2 separate regions of the Danio rerio genome follow, and region 1 is linked to region 2. Evidence: chromatin contacts called from public Micro-C data. All regions are on one chromosome and are shown on one strand. The core of a region is the stretch at or near the end of the contact, and the rest is flanking DNA. Distances in the headings are between cores, read along the strand shown.

Region 1 (4,028 bases), core at 165-2,664, 110 kb after region 2:
GCCAACCAGCCTAGGCTGGTTTAAGCTGGATTTTTCAGCAGGGTAGTACCTCATTCCTGATGCTTAGATTTTATTCCAGTTAGCTCTTATTTTTTTTTCTTTTTGACTATCCACAGGTCTTGACAAAAGTGTGCAGTCTTTAAAGTCTTTCTCAGTTGACTTTTTTTTCCGACAACATTTTCTTGGTATTCATTCAATCATTCTCTTGTCGGCTTAGTCCCTTTATTAATCAGGGGTCGCCACAGCGAAATGAACCACCAACTTATCCAGCTAGTTTTTTACGCAGCAGATGCCCTTTCAGCTGCAACCCATCTCTGGGAAACATCCACACACACATTCACACACACACACTCGTACACTACGGACAATTTAGCTAACCCAATTCACCTGTACCGCATGTCTTTGGACTGTGGGGGAAACCGAAGCACCCGGAGGAAACACACGCGAAGGCAGGGAGAACATGCAAACTCCACCACGCTAACTGAGCCGAGGTTCGAACCAGCGACCTTCTTGCTGTGAGGCGACAGCACTACCTACTGCGCCACTGCCTATTATAATGTTAATTAGCATGTAGATAATCTTTTTTGGGGTAAATTTGTGAGTTGATGCAAGTCAACAGAAGACAGAATTGCAAATAATATGTTTTTTCCTGCAAACCTAGTTATTTTCTTTGTTTTGTTGTATTATTTAATATGGGAATAGCTCAATATTTTATTCACTCATTAGTTTTCTTCAGTTTAGTGTCTGATTATCAGAGGTCATCACAGTGGAAGGAAATGCCAACTATTCCAGCATATGTTTTACCCATACACTCTCGCATTCACACACCAATACACTACAGCAGATTTAGTACATCCAATTCACCAATAGTGCATGTCTTTGGACAGTGGAGGAAACCGAAGCACTCAGAAACCCACGCCAACACAGGGAGAACATAGAAACTCCACACAGAAATGCCAACTGGCCCAGCCGGGATTCGAACCAGCAACCTTCTTGCTGTGCTAACCACTAAGCCACCATTTCACCATTGGACAAATACATATGTGGTTAAACAAAAACGAGCATAGTTTGAAACACTGTGTTCTAAAACTCATGAAATAACTAGATCTTTGTTGTTGACCAGGAGAAATACCCACGAAGCAGAAGAGTCTACACTTGTGTCTCTCCATTTATTCTCAGTTTAATCTCCATTCAGTCTAGCTGAAACCCTGGCGCAGTCAAAGAGATCTCAATTGTGATTTTTCTTTCCTGTTGATGACAGAATGGGTGTCCTGAGAATCTGATCAGCCCTGTAAATGATTTGTTCTTGCATGTGCGTACAGTGTGTGTGTGCCTTTATTTAGCAGTATGGCTGTATTATTGAAGTGCAGTATGCAGCAGAGATCTCTTACATAACACTGTCTCCTCAGGCAAATGCACTGCGCTCACACACATACACACACACACTGCCAGCTCCACAAGCATTCACGTGCACGTGATAAACGCACACACGCTCTCGTGAAAAAATGTGACTCGTGCAAAGCCACGCATGTGAACGCGATCGTTTTGTGCAAATTATCTTAAAGGAAGAACAATCCTCGTCTCGATCGTTACTGCCTGAGAGAAATCAAATAAAATGAAAAGCTAATGTCCTTTTCAGGTTGTATTTCAGTAATATCTTAAACTGTGCTTAGATAAAGTCTGCACATGACGCAGAGCATCGCATTAGTTTCTATAGGTTACCTGATGGATGTTTTTTTTACCTGCAAATTATCTTTGAATTATTTGAACGATTGAGGCAAATTCCACTAATTGTGGCGAATGTGCTGCATATTCTATGTCATTTGCATCGACTTTGCATGTGATCTAACTGTGTGTGTTTAAAAGGTCTAAAATAGGAATACTTCACATGTCCTAACTCCATTTGTGTTAACGACGACTATGACTTTCAGCATACAGTTAAAGTCAGAATTATTAGCCCTCCTTTGAATTTATTTTTCTTATCTAAATGTTGTTTAACAGGCTAGCTCAGTCGGTAATGCCTAGTTCAGACTGCGTGATTTTAGCCCCGATTTTGGCTCGCCGACAGGTTTTGAGAAATCGCCGACAAATGCCTGAAATCACAGGCAAATCGCTGCTCGTGCAGGTGAGTGACAATCACACAGTATGAACGATCAAAGACGCGATCTGAGAGAATCGCTGATGAGTCGCCGATGCCTGTGAGATATTTGTCGTGCTAAATATCTGGAGCTGTCGGCGATTCAAATCATGCTGTGTGAATTGAGTTTTGACTGAAAATAACATCAGCGATCGCCTACAGCCAATGAGAGAGCAGCTTTCACTTGTGTGTGCGTGTGTGTATACCTGCTGCAGGCCAGCGGGAGGCTGGGGGAGAAGTTAAAAGCGCTCTTTTTCGGTTTATTTGGACCCACGAAATAGAGGAAAAACTAGTGGAGGTTTGACAGGACTCAGGAGCAACCGTGTCTGTTTGACATTTCATACAGAAAGAAATTAGTTTATTATCAACGTTGAGGAGAAATGGCTAATTCCCTTTAAACCCAGGTGAGCAAACATGTACATGTTCTACCCCATTAAATGCTTCTTTCTCATTATGTAGTTAATAACAAAAGACATACTACATGTTTTTGGCTGTGAGACGTAGTTTGGACGAAGTTGTTGCCGATTCTCCATATAGTAAAGTCCTGCAATGTGAATGTCCATGTCGCCGAACCATCTTGCAGTGTAAACAAAGTAGCGACGAAACGCTAGCCCAGATAGTCATGCAGTGTGAAAACATCTGTGACACGACTAGTTTGAAAATCATGCAGTCTGAACTCGGCATAAAGCATGAGACTTAATCTCAGGGTTGTGGGTTCGAGCCCAATGTTGGGCGTTTCTGGTATGGGCGACGCAGTGGCACAGCAGGTAGTGCTGTCGCCTCACAGCAAGAAAGTTGCTGGATCGCTGGTTCGCGTGGGTTTCCTCTGGGTGCTTTGGGACTAAGCCGAAAAGAAAATGAATGAATGTTTAGCAGAGCAAGGAAATTTTCACAGTATTTCTGATAGTGTTTTTTCATCCGGAGAAAGTCTTATTTGTTTTATTTTGGCTAGAATAAAGCAGTTTTTAATTTTTCAAAAGCCATTTTAAGGTCAAAATTATTAGCCCCTTTAACCTATATATTTTTTCTGACTGTCTAGAGAACAAACCATCATTATACAATAACTTGCCTAATTACCCTAACCTGCTTAGTTAACCTAATTAACCTAGTTAAGCCTTTAAATGTTGCTTTAAGCTGTATAGAAGTGTCTTGCAAAATATCTAGTCAAATATTATTTACTGTCATCATGACAAAGATAAAATAAATCAGTTATAACAAACGAGTTATTAAAACTATTATGTTTAGAAATGTGTTGAAAAAAAAATCAGCTTACCGTTAAACAGAAATTGGGGAAAAAATAAACAAGGGCAAATAATTCAGGGGGGCTAATAATTCTGACTTCAACTGTATCTAAAGTGCTATTCCATTGCATGGTTATGAGCCGTGGTTAATATGTGTAGCCTTTGTTGGATGCAGAAGCTGTTGAACTCCAGTGAAAAAAAAGGCAGTTATGTCACACGCGCAACAGAATCACACTTTCAACAAAAAGGCCAATCTGGGTTGCCAGGTATGTGCAAAGCACTTCATTTGCGGTTCAAATCCAATCCTGTCTCTAATCTTTAACACTAATTTCACCCTGACACTCCAACCTAACATCACAACCCATGAGACAACTTTTCACCTTGATGAGAAATCTTGTCATGATTTAATCTCACGAGATCTCGTCACACCCCTACTACAGTGCATCCGGAAAGTTTTCGTAACGCTTCACTTTTTACTCATTTTTTTATGTTACAGCCTTATTCAGAAATGAATTCAATCCCTTTATGTCCTCAACATTCTACACACAAAACCCCATCATGACAATGTAAAATAAGATTTTTTGAAACTTGCAAATTTGTTAAAAAAAAAAAAAAACCTGAAAAATTCCATCTAGCATGAGCTTGCGTTT
Region 2 (4,158 bases), core at 1,254-3,753:
TCCCAAATCTGCCTGTAGGACCACAGAGACTTCAAATGTTGGCGTGAGACTCTGATCAGGAATAACTGTGCCTAGATTCAGTAGTGTGCCTTTGTTTTCCATGTACATGTGGATCAGAGCTCCCCGTATCCCGCATGGCTCATCCACGGATAATCGCAGGATGTCTCCGGCCAGCCGTGTGGTCATGTGTCTGGGCAAGCGCAGCTCCTGGCAGCGCAGACTTGCTCCTTTGGCCTCATAGAGGCACTTCTCGATGCGTTTGGACAGGTCAAGCTGAAGACACACATCTTCACCTTCTTCCTCTTCCAAACTGCACGCAGATCCCAGACCTGTGGATGAGGAAACAAGCTCAGCTAATTGGACAGAAACTCAACACCTCAGCAGGCTGACTGTGACCCCTGTGGATCATTAGATCAGGAAACCAGCACCGTCAGCCTGGGTTACAGTGTCATCAGCTGATCATGGACTTTAGAATGCAGAATTTGTGTTGCAATTTTAGGAAACGGGAAGTATTGTACGTGCTTGCTCATGAGTGTGTCAGCAATACGATCACAAGTTCTTGAAAATGACCATAATAGGGAGATAATGTGAAATACTGGCAGTGTTGCCAGATGTAGCTGACTGTTTCCAGCCCCAAACCCGCTGAAAACCAAAAAGCACCACCTAACAATCAGTAGACTGTAATACCCTGCTGAGAGGTTGAAGAGGTGTCTCGTTTGGAGATCACATCTGTTTTAAGGGTTTGTATGGGGGGAACGGGGACTATGGCACCTCTTTGGGGGATCATAACAGTTTATAAGTGAACACCAGGACTGGCAGGCACGCCGTTACAAAACCACCCAAGTTTACACTTTCTGCCTATGTCATTTTTTAGCCGCAAAAATAAATAAAAATAATAATAAAAACGCCCAATCTGGCAACACTGAATACTGGGCAAGTATTAAAATTACAATAAATATAATAAGGTGGTACATTATTATATGAGATTGAAACAAATTGCATTACATTCAAAAATAGTTTAAAGAAATCTAATTAAAAAAAAAAAAGACTAATGTGGTCCTTCAACTAGTAACAAAGGTCTGTAGAGATAATTTGTTAATTTTTATAAATGACATTTAAATACGAGATAGATAGATAGATAGATAGATAGATAGATAGATAGATAGATAGATAGATAGATAGATAGATAGATAGATAGATAGATAGATACGTGGTTTAATGGTTTCAAATATTTGTCCATAAACCTAGATTTTATACAAGTATTTTATGGGTTATAAACATTGTTTAGTACATATTTAATATAACCAAATAGTAATCATATATTATAATAATAATACTTTTTTTTGTATTGAGGTGAAGTATTGTATTCAAATGTGAAATTTTATATTCGCACATTCTTTCATTGACAACTTGTGAAACTGTTCTTATATTGCTTACCATGGTACTAGATATTTAATAAGTTTGGTCTGAAATCGCTTACAAGTATGACTTCAAAATCAACATAAGCACGATTTATTTGACTGAACAATTTTGTATTTTGATAGTCATTGGCTGTTAGCATGATTTCTCTATTTAAAACTAGCAAAACAATACTTTTCTTAAATTATATTTAGAAAAAGTTAGGGCGTGTAAACACCGATGACTTGCTTTCGATCATTTTGTTTTCAGTTAGGTTAAAGGATTATGTTGAGGTAGTTTGATTTTCGTTTTTGTTATTTTCTTTTCTTTCAGCACCACTTTGTCCTCCCCTGCATGGTTTATTATTTTTGGATTATTTTGGTTATTATAAAAGTTGCATATAATTAATTTTCGTTGTTGTTATCTATATTATTCTTCTTTATCATTACTATTTTCTGTTTAGCTTTGATTTTTGTACTATAAATTATCTTTTTGGCCGTATTTTGCTTGATGCAAGGTTCTTCTCCCATATTACACAAAACTGTCACAATATAAATGTTATTTACTTCAATACCTAGTCTAACATCAAGAGGTCGTAACAGTCAGAATATAAAACCAACTTTACCCCAATTTTTGTGTGTACGAAAAAAAAAATCAAATGTGTAACGAGTAGCTAAATTACAAAACTTCACGTTTGGGTGAACTATACAGTCATTGTGATTCCCAGTCTCCCCTCAATTTTGAAATCCAATATTTAAAACCAACATACAAAGTTAAAACTTTTGGCGTTATATTACAAAATGTTTAGCGACTGTGCCAACATGAGCCAGTTTCCCCAATAGTGTTTTTCATTATACTTCAGGAGTGAGTGAACTTACTGGAGAAGCTTTGTGCCTTCATGAGTCTACCGCAGTGCTGGAGCGGCTCTCCGTCTCCTCTGAGCCCCGGGATGAGGCTTAGGTCCTCCGCCAGCGTTAGGTTTTCCGGCTCATTCCTGACGGACATGCCGAACACCAGAGCTTGTGTATAGACCATTTTAGCGTGATTTCCTCCGACTGTTTCCCCGAGACCTCACCTAACTCTTCCACTGACGGTTTCTTTGTTTCTTCCATGAATGCGTAAGGTTGAGAAGCGCCGTCTTCCTCCTAGCTGCCGGGTTATATACTGAGCAGTGAGCGCTGTTGTTGCATCAGCTGGAGATTGTGGGATGGGCGACATGATGAGAACACGTGACCATCGTCAGACTACTAGAGTACATGCAACATTACTACTTCTTGCGTTTATACTGCTGATTGTATTGTGTTGTATTATTCATTCGTTTTCTTTCGGCTCAGTCCTTTTTATTCATTAGGGGTCACCGCAGCGGAATGAACCGCCAGTATTGTGTCCCTGGCAGAAAATGCCAGGGACATGCACACTTCTGACTGTCTAGAAATAAACCAAAAAGAATAATAATAATAAAAAAAGAACAATTTGTATTATTCTGGCATTGTAAATCATGATGTAAATCATTTAGGTAATCTTAACGGACCTAAAACATTAAAAGTTTAGTATGATTTACCATCAGACATTTTTTAGAGTTATCTGGTTTCAACTATATGACGTACTTTATAAAAAATAATGATTACAGTTTTAGGTTTTAGAAGTGTAACGGATGCTTGCTAGTGCTTGTTATCATAATGCCATATATAATTTTTCTGGGTTTTAATGATCTAATCTTAAGTAGATACTCATTAGAAAAATGTATCTATAAGTTCTATAAAACATGTGTTGTTAAGTTTAAAAAAATAAAAAAAATTATATATATATATAATTTGTTAATGACAAAACACACCAATGTAGCCTATAGTACTATATAGCCAAGTGATTTCCAGTAAGTATGAAATGTGATTATTCACAGGTGAGATTCACATGACCAGAAAGGCAGCCAGTAAAATCCAGTTTAGCGGCCCTTTCAACTTAAAGGAACAGTTCACCCAAATATGGCTGTCTCTTACTCTCCATTGATTTCAATTGTTAAGTCAGCGTGGACCAGCAAAGGCTTGTTTTGTGTTTGAATGAGAAGGATATTTATGGTTTGGAATCATCTTAAGACAAGGTTTTACAATTATTCTTAATAGTCACCCACTTTGGAAAAAAATCAAGCAAAAACATGTCTAGAGTAAAAGCATGCAGTGCGTCACTAGAATGAGTCTGTAATTGTTACGAAAGAAAAAAAAAAAAAAACCCGTAGCTATCACCAATGTCTAGGTTGCTATAATATATAATACACAGAACATTTAGCTGTTTGCAGCAGATCCTCTGAAAATAGCTTTGACTTATAGCCTCAGTCTTTATAAAAAAAAATGAACTAAATAACTTATTTAATCTCATTACATTATTTTCATGTAAACATTCACTGAAAAGAGTGATATCTTCTGTTGCTTTGTGTGCTAAATTTAAACAAATTAAATAATGTAACTTGTTTAAACTCAACCCAAATAAATTCTTTGCAAACACTTGAAATGGAAATCCAATGAATTATCTTTCAATATATTTTTTTCTTTTAATAATAGTATCTCAAAAGAATACAATGTGTTGCTGTTGTCAAAAAAAGCCGTATGCCTAATCAGAATTGCTCATTAATTTCGCACGCAATTTCAAAGAAACACAATGAATTAAACATGAAAATGTGCTGTGTTAAATCGTAATGGCATTTACTTTTAGGAATAAAATGACGCCAGGAATAACCATGTTTTTTTTTTACCTCTACTTTTACTT

What was found. A called contact is a pair of places that touch in the nucleus more often than the background predicts.
Region 1: a Micro-C map of caudal fin shows a contact between it and region 2, with 3 times the contacts expected there. The contact joins the enhancer-like site here to the promoter of si:ch211-39i2.2 in region 2. A contact is called at or near these places in 2 of 18 Hi-C or Micro-C datasets (caudal fin and hematopoietic stem cells) and 1 of 4 datasets of contacts at active chromatin or transcription factors (caudal fin).

The regions. Positions count from the first base shown.
Region 1 is chr14:8,394,672-8,398,699 of GRCz12tu, forward strand. The region is part of intron 1 of ppp3cb (protein phosphatase 3, catalytic subunit, beta isozyme); the gene reads right to left. Among named protein-coding and RNA genes, the nearest start is that of ppp3cb, 43 kb to the right of the region's middle. Within about 2 kb of position 1,415, at least 4 of the 62 cell types and tissues checked have an H3K27ac peak or open chromatin away from gene starts, as enhancers often do. A contact at or near this core is called in caudal fin, where this site is marked.
Region 2 is chr14:8,282,267-8,286,424 of GRCz12tu, forward strand. si:ch211-39i2.2 reads right to left here and starts at 2,504. Exons shown (of 2, transcript NM_001258317.1): 1 at 2,277-2,504; 2 at 1-329. The coding sequence starts at 2,433.